Linked DNA regions of Triticum aestivum: region 1 is linked to region 2. A link is a contact called in public Hi-C data. All regions are on one chromosome and are shown on one strand. The core of a region is the stretch at or near the end of the contact, and the rest is flanking DNA. Distances in the headings are between cores, read along the strand shown.

Evidence for each region. Hi-C and Micro-C count contacts between places; a contact is called where the count stands out from the background.
Region 1: a Hi-C map of leaf shows a contact between it and region 2, with 4 times the contacts expected there. The contact joins the promoter of LOC123053961 here to the promoter of LOC123049647 in region 2. A contact is called at or near these places in 5 of 5 Hi-C or Micro-C datasets (leaf, root and an unstated tissue).

Annotation. Positions count from the first base shown.
Region 1 is chr2D:480,342,284-480,346,564 of IWGSC CS RefSeq v2.1, reverse strand. It overlaps LOC123053961 (cytokinin dehydrogenase 8), which reads left to right and starts at 2,099. Exons shown (of 5, transcript XM_044477587.1): 1 at 2,099-2,903; 2 at 3,076-3,203; 3 at 3,312-3,578; 4 at 3,719-3,981. The coding sequence starts at 2,309.
Region 2 is chr2D:480,071,931-480,076,452 of IWGSC CS RefSeq v2.1, reverse strand. It overlaps LOC123049647 (UDP-glycosyltransferase 73C6), which reads right to left and starts at 1,542. Exons shown (of 1, transcript XM_044472545.1): 1 at 1-1,542. The coding sequence starts at 1,459.

The sequences.
Region 1 (4,281 bases), core at 850-3,349, 270 kb before region 2:
TTTGACCTCGCCTCCTCCCAAACTACCCTGCAGGCTCGCCCGAGAAACCTGCTTCTCCCGCACATCTCGCGCGCCCACCCTCGAGAAAACTGCCACTTCTTCACGTATACCACATGATTTCTCCTCGGGACAAAGTTACCATGGTATTCGTAGGCAAGTTATCGGGCCTGTGTTGCGTGACTTACCGTGCTATTTACATAGAATGTACCAGGTACTATGCTTCAACAACTACACCCCTTCAAAGTTACCACTGTGTTTTGTATACAAGTTATAAGGTCTTCGATGTGTAAAATACCGTGGTACTTACACATAAGTTATCTGGGTATATGTACATCAACCTCCCCCCGGTCAAAGTTACCATGGGGGATTGTACATGAGTTACCGGGTCTACAGTTCGTATATTATCATGGTACTTGCACCTAAAAACCTGGGTGTGTTTCGGTAGCTTTTTCCATAGGTCAAAAATTACCACGATGTTTTTGCGTAACTTATCACGCCTATAGCACGTGTTCCCCTCATGACACTAAACATTATGTGACTTTCCTTTGGCACGCCATGTGTTGTGTTTATCCAAGAGGCCCACGCGCGAGGCGAGTGTATGTTTTAAACAACTTATTTTCCTTTGGTAAAAAAATTACCATCATGTTTATATTGCAAGTTATCGGTTATGCGGTGCTTATATTATCATGTTATTTACACAAAAATTATTGGGGATGTTTTGAACAACTTTTTCCCAGGACAAAAGTTATCATGGTGATTCTAGGTAACCTATCAAACCCGTAGTGCTTAAAATATCATGCTATTTACACAAAACTTATCAGGGGTATGTTTCAGCAAATTCCCCTCCCCCCCGGTCAAAAACTTATCATGGTGTTTAGTTATCGCAGCGCATATGTTTTCATGCTATTTACACATAAAAATGCTAGGGGAGGGAGGTATACTACCGTGCTATTTACAAAGAAGATACCGGAGTATCTTTTCAAAAAAAAAATTCCCTACGGTCAAAGTTACCATGGTGTTTCTACCTCAGTTATCAGATATGCGTTGCGTATATTACCACCTATTTACACATGAATTATTGGGTATTTTTTCACATTTGTCTTCCCCAATGGTTAAAGTTACCATGAGGTTTGTATCTAAATTATCAGGTCTATGGCGTGAATGTTATCGTGCTATTTACAGAAATTACCGGGGGGCATGTTCAACAAATTTATTCCAATGATCAAAGTTACCACGATGCTTTCGCCAAAGTTATCACGCCTTCAGTGCTTATGACCATGCTACTTACACGTAATGTACCGCGTGGTATACAAAAGTTATCATGTTGGTGGTGCATCATTTATCGTGGTGGTGATGGAGAATTTACCACGGGAAAAGTTTATGTGCCAGGTTTGATAGGTGAAACAAAAAGTTTTTCAGTGCTAACATATTAAAGGCAAAAACATGTCAAAAATAGCATTTCCCTTAGCTTATTCAACAATGAGTGTCATAGGTGAGGTGGTTAGCTCCCTTTGTTGATTACTTGCAAACCAGAGATCAAATCCTAGTCGAATCATTATTTTTGCCTGAAAATCGGGAAGGCGTGCGGGAAAGGAAAAAAATCGGGGGAGGTCGGTCGGGAAGGACGTGCGGGAAAGGAAGGAGATCGGAGGCGTGCGGGAAAGGAAAGAAATCAGGAGGACGTGCGGGAAAGGAAGGAGATCGGAAAGGAACTGGGCACGGGGTTGCCAAATACATATTTCGTTGTTCAAAACTGCAACACTTGCTATGGATCGAAGGCAGTATCTAATAGCACTATTAGGTTTTTTTAAGTGGATCTCTTCTTAAACTTCTTCACGATGTAAGTTGCTTTCTTGCCCAAGGTTTAGCAGTTGATCCTCTCGGGAGAAATGCGATCGATCAATGGAAGTGTGGAGCGAACGGAGGCGGGAGGCAGGTCCGGGCCCTCGTGGATCCGCCGTACCGAACTCCGGGTTTCCATTAGATTCTCTCTGAGGGCCCGACCGCGTCACGGCACCGCTTACGACCGACGACAGAGACCCATTCCTCTCCTCTCCGCTTGTATATATCCGCGAGCTGTCGCGCCTCGCTCCTCCTCCCTCCCGTCCCTCTTCCCTCCCATCGATCCACAGTTCTTGTGGGAACCCAAGGATCCATCCAGACAGAGACGTCCCGACCGGGGCAGCAATCACCAAACAGCTCGCGCGAGCGACCACGCCTTCAGCTACCTGCCTGCTACTTCCATCGGCCTCGTCCGGCAAGCAAGGAGCACCATTAGGTCCTGTAACTTGTCCAAGCGCGAGAAACCATGGACCTCAGGGTGCTGTACATGTACGCCGCCGCCCTTGCCCTGCTCCTGTGCTCCGCGGCGACCTTCATCCAGAGCCCCACGGACGTGTTCGGCCCCGTGGCGCTCCTCGAGCCGACCCCGTCCTCGGCCCGCGACTTCGGCGCCGTCGTCTCCGACGCGCCCTTCGCGATCCTCCGGCCGGGGTCCTCCGCCGACATCGCGCTCCTCCTGGGCGCGCTGTCGTCCGCGCCGCCGCGCCCGAGAGCGACCGTGGCCGCGCGCGGCGTGGGGCACTCGCTCCAGGGCCAGGCGCAGGCGCGCGACGGCATTGTGGTGGAGACGCGTTCCCTGCCACGCACCGTGGTGGTGGTGGCTGCGCGGGCGGGCAGAGTCAGCGGCGAGGCAACAGAGCACGCGTACGCGGACGTGGGCGCCGGCGCCCTGTGGGTGGAGGTGCTGGAGGAGTGCCTGAAGGCCGGCCTGGCGCCGCTGTCCTGGACGGACTACTTGTACCTCACCGTGGGCGGGACGCTGTCCAATGCCGGCATCAGCGGCCAGGCGTTCAAGCATGGCCCGCAGATCAGCAACGTCCTGCAGCTCCAAGTCGTCACAGGTATGCAGCACTCGCCGCCCACCGCGCACATGCAGCCTACTGTCAATTTTTTCTTCTCATAAACCCTTTCTCCGTTTCATTTCAATTTTCAAAGGAAAGAACAAAGCGCTGAACCTGTAAATTCTGCAGTGATTTACGCCTCTTTTTCACGTTCTTGGTATGTTGGCCGCAGGGAATGGGGAGGTCGTGACATGCTCACGCACCAAGAGCCCGGATCTCTTCTTCGCAGTTCTTGGTGGGCTTGGCCAGTTCGGCATCATCACCAGGGCACGGATTCTACTCCAAGAAGCCCCTCCAAAGGTACATGCATGCCTCATACCCTCTTTTCTACTGTACTACCAATCATCTTTCGTTACTCCTAAGCTTTATTTGACAGTTGGTTACTGTTTTTACCATCCTGATGATCAGGTGAGATGGGTGAGGGCCTTCTACGACAGCTTCGAAACATTCACCAAGGACCAAGAGCTTCTGATCTCAATGCCGGAGCAGGTGGACTACGTGGAGGGGTTCATGGTTCTGGATGAGCACTCCATCCGCAGCTCATCCATTGCCTTCCCCGCCCGCATCGATTTCAGCCCAGACTTCGGCTCCGAGGGCAGGAAGAAGGTCTACTACTGCATAGAGTTTGCAGTGCATGACCTCCAGCCGGACGGCTCCAGCTCCAGTGTCGACCATGTCAGTCTCCTGAATTCACACAGAATTTCCAGTTTTCAATTTAAATACAAAACGCAAGTTCACATCTTGAACAGCAACAGAAAAGGACCGCTGAGTGCTAACGAGCTAGTCTTCTTGTGGTCTTTAAAAAAACTGTGCAGGTTGTGGAGCTGGTGGCAGGGAGGATGAGCCACATGAGGTCCCACATGTACAGTGTGGAGGTGTCCTACTTCGACTTCCTGAACAGGGTGAGGATGGAGGAGGAGAGCCTGAGGAGGCAGGGGCTCTGGGACGTGCCTCACCCCTGGCTCAACATGTTCGTGCCCAAGCATGGCATCGCTCAGCTCAAGGACCTGCTCATGGACACCGTTTTGGCAGGAGACTTCCAGGGGGCCATCCTTGTCTACCCTCTCCTCACTGACAAGTACGCACATCTATCCTTCCTCCTCTGGCAAAAGTATATAAATCATCCCCATTTCCTGCTTCAAATTAGTGCTAGCTCACGGTATCTTAGCCTGTACGTTTTAGACATTCAAACACTATTTAAAACAATACAAAGCAAGCTGTCTGAAACGTCTTATAAAAGCAAACGGAGGAAGTACTACCTCTTGTTCGTTAGTTGAACTGCCAAAACGTCTTCTATCTAGGAATAGTGGGTGTAGTAGCAGCAGCGAAAGGCTTCACTAATAAACTCACCTCAAAGATGAAGCCTAAAGCCATCCCT
Region 2 (4,522 bases), core at 293-2,792:
CAGACTGAATCAATTCCTCTAAATTGTTGTACGACGACCCACCTTCCTTCAGAGAAGCGTTTGCTTTCGCTTTACATGCCAGAGCCTTCCTCCACATGTCCTCCCCTGCAACCCCTCCATCCATCAGCTTCTCCAGAGCGCTGTTGACTTGCTCCGCCCCCACCTCCGCCTTCGCCTCTCCGCTGCCATGCTTGCCAGCGGTCAGGACGTTCGCCGTTGGCTTTGTCACGCCGACGGACACCCCGATGCCAAGCACGTCCACGATCAGCTTCTCGTTGACGAATTGCTCGGCGAACAGAGGCCAGGTGACCATGGGCACGCCGGCGGCGACGCTCTCCAGAGTCGAGCCCCACCCACAGTGCGTCATGAATCCGCCCACCGCCGGGTGCGCCAGGATGGCCACCTGCGGCGCCCACCCGCGCACTACCAGGCACTTGCTGTCCGGGTCGCCGTCGCCGGCGGTGTTCTCACGTAGCCACACCTTCACGTCGTCGGGCAACGAGTCAGCGCCTCTGATAACCCACATGACAGGCCAGCGGCACGAGACCAGGGCCATGCCGAGCTGCATGAGCTGCGCGGGCGGCATGCACCCGGCGCTGCCGAAGCTCACGTACACCACGGACTTGGCCTTCTTGCCGTCCAGCCACGACATGCACCGCCGCGCGTCATCGCTCTGCGGGTCGAGACTAGGTGCGCAGCACAGAGAGACCGGCCCCACGGCGAGAACTTTCCTGCCTGCGGCTGCCGCGAGAAGCGCCGCGGAGCCGTGCTCCAGCTCGTCGAAGCTGTTCACCACGACGCCGTCCACGGCCATGTCGAACTCCCGGACCTCCTGCATCACCCCGCTCCCCATGGACGTGGATGGCAAGAAATGCGGCGGCAGCTGCCTGCCGAGGATCTTGCACTCAAACGGCTGCAGGACCGAGATGTCGACGAGCTCGTCCGCGGACGCAATCGCCTCGTGCCGTCCTTGCCTGTAGAGGTGCTCGATGCACAGCAAGGCGAACGCACCAAAGCCGTGGAAGATGTAGCAGGGCACGCCGAGGTTTCGTGTCATGGGCAGCGTCCACGTGTGGCACATCCCGGAGACGATGCAGCTCGGCCGGCGTGGCGCGTCCCGAAGGCAGTACTGCTCCACCGCCTCGCCGAACTTCTTGTTGGCCTCGAAGAAGCCAGGCACCATGGCGGGGGACGTGATCAGGTCCAACCTCTCGCACCCCTCCGGCAGGCCGGCTTCGGCGGCCGGGAAGGGGATCGTGGTGACCGCGAGCACCGCGCCGTCCAGGGTGACACGGTCGACGCGGCTCTGGACAAGCGACGCGTTGGCGGGCGTCGTGATGATGGCGACCGACGCTCCATGGGAGGCGAGAAGGCAGCCGATGTCCGTCATGGGGACGATGTGGCTGATGCTTCCTATCCATGGGACGAGCACAAAGTGAGGCTTTCTGGCGGTCTCCATTGCCTGTTACTGTGCTGCACTATGGTGTCCACAAATTCGACAAAGTTGGGTATGACTGAAAATTATGAGATGGGAAATATGGCTCTTAGTTTGTGTGTGACGAACTGCTGGGTAGGATCTTGTTATATATGCAGGTTTATGGGCTGCGACCGGGTGTGCGTGCATGGTACGAGGCCGTGTCGACACATTGCTGCGCAGTGCGCACACAGAGGACGAAAAAAAATTAGAGTGTGGTGAACTGTCAACTAAAGCTTTTGATGCAAAAACATAATAGTCAATTCACACTGCACCGAAGCTTTCAATGGCGTCTAGAAGACGCATGCAATATATCAACTTTTAAATATCTTCTTTTAATATAACACATCATCAAATTATTTAGTTGTCCGGCACACCTCATATTCATCCCATATACTCCCTCTGTTTCTAAATATAAGACCTTTTAGGGATTTCACTATAGACTACACACGGAGCAAAATGAGTAAATCTACACTCTAAAGTATGTCTATATAATCCGTATGTAGTTTATAGTGGAATCTCTGAAAGGTCTTATATTTAGGATCAGAGGAAGTACTCCCTTCGTTCCTAAGTATTTGTCTTTCTAGAGATTTCAAATGGACTACCACATACGGATTTATATATAGACATATTTTAGAGTGTACATTCACTCATTTTGCTCCGTATGTAGTCACTTGCTGAAATCTCTAGAAAGACAAATGTTTAGGAACGGAGGGAGTATGTGTTAAACCGAACACCTGGTCATGTTGTATTGGGAGTGAAGTCCGAGACGCGTTGGCATGGATAGTCGGTCTTTTTTTTTACGAAAGGGCACGGGTAGTCAATCATTGTACTCTTATATATACTCCCTCCCTTTATAAATATAAATCTTTGTAGAGATTTAACTATGGATAACATAAGGATGTATATAGATGCATTTTAGAGTGTAAATTCACTCATTTTGTTTCATATGTCGTTCATAGTTAAATCCCTACAAAGGCTTATATTTAGAAACAGATGGAGTACAAGTCAATGAAAAAAGAACCAAAAAATGCAAGTTGAGCGCACCAGCAAATTTTTCTCCGTTCTGTTTTGTGGTCGCCAAGTTATGAGAGTTCTATTAAGAGCAAGCCGCCGAGAGAATCGATCTGATCATTGTTCAACAGAAGCAAGCCGGTTCGAGTACGTCTACACGGTGAGATGTGCATGTGCTAGCCAGCACATCAATCAAGCTGCCTGCTTGTGTGCTTCCGATCTAGCTTGTGTGCTTCCATCTAGGTTTGCGTGGACGAATCGATCTGCTATGGTCTAAAACCCACAAACAGTAGTGTATATGCTTAGGCCCATGCTCCATGGTGTATTGGTGCTTAGCATGCCACATAGGTAAAAAATCTGATGTCGCAAGGTAGTTAAGAGGAGAGAGAAGATTTTGATGACACTAGAAAGAACCAACGCCAAGTGTGCGGACCTATGCAAAAGATTTAAATGAAAGAAGTCTGCCCTATGCATGAGAGACTTTAGTTGTTAAACAATTAAATTAGGAAGCTTAGCAACAACAAACTAAGCACCTATGCAATTGTGAACTTCAGGTGCTAAACTCTTTAATGCTCTTTGCACCCCATCTGAGTAAGGCTAGCCATAATGGGGGTAACATAAGTAGTATTATGTACTTAGGACTCGCGAACATGCTTATGTGGCAGGCAATTAATGAGGAGAGATGCAAATAGAGTAATATAATATGTTACCATCACATAGCGATTCTCAATGTAAAATGAGTCTATAAATTAACAAATGAAACCCTTTATGTTACCACATCTATGACACTACCCATTATAGAGGTAGTAATATAGACTAGTAACATATGCATGTTACTAGTCTAAGTTACTCCCCACTATGACTATCCTAAACAAGCATTGGAAGAGGTCTTAGGTATTCAAAAAAAATACATGCATACATATAAAAATTTGGTGTGGAATCAAGGTGTGGCGGCCGCCACACCTTGCCCACTGGGCTCCTCCGCCAGTGGGTGCACACCTTGCCCATTGGGCTCCTCCGCCAGTGGGTGCACATGCATATGCAAGTAGCGGTGTCATTGCTCCATGATTGATAAACTACTATACTATAGGAGATTAGTTGTCCTGGGCGGTGGTCAGGGCTTCATAGGGCAAAGACGAATGAACATTCCAGGCAGTGCAGCAGAACCGGCTTCCCTTCTTCCGCAGTTCCGCTGCCTGCTCTTAAACCTGATCTGTTTTTCCCGTAGTTGTATATTGACGTCTTTCTTAGGACATCTTTAATACCCTACTCTTAAAACGTTTGCATATATTCGGACCGTGTTGTTCTGACGTGTTATAACATTCAACACAGGTTTGTATCGATCCGTCAAATGATCTAGATACACTTTTTCCCGCAAAGTGGAAGCAAAGTCAGGGGCTTTGCATTAGTCCGGACAACAGCCACGTAGGAGTTCAACACCACCGGCCCACTAGACCCCCCCTACCCCCGGTCTTATTTTCTTTCATTTCGTCCCATCTACCCCATTACTTTGCATCCGCACCCTCCTCCGACGTCGTTGTTGTCCTCTCCGGTCGGCACACAGGCATTGCTGGGCTTCCGCAGCCAGCACTGACGCGTCTGTGCTCGCCTTTTACGACGGCGTCGTCCACCCAGGGCTCGTCCTTAGGCAGGTACCCCCCCCCCCCCCCGGTTGTCACGTCTTCCATGGCGGACACCACACCCGATAGGTGTTCGGTCAAATGCCATTAAGCCTATGTTCGAACACCATGTCTTTTTTTAGAATACAAAGGATGGCGGGGTACTCGACCATGAAGAATGAGTTATTATGCGATGTGTGGTTAACCGTATCCGCGGATTTCATAGGCAGGAGTAGAGGGGGGATCTTCTGGCAGCACGTGCATGATTTGTTTCACGCGTGAAAGCATATTGCGCCTTATGACATGCACATCATTTAACAATGCAATATGAGGTCGTTATCGTATCGATGATACACCATCCAGACCTCCGTCACCAAGTTTTGTGACACGGTTGGTCGGTTGAGGCAAGGTGACT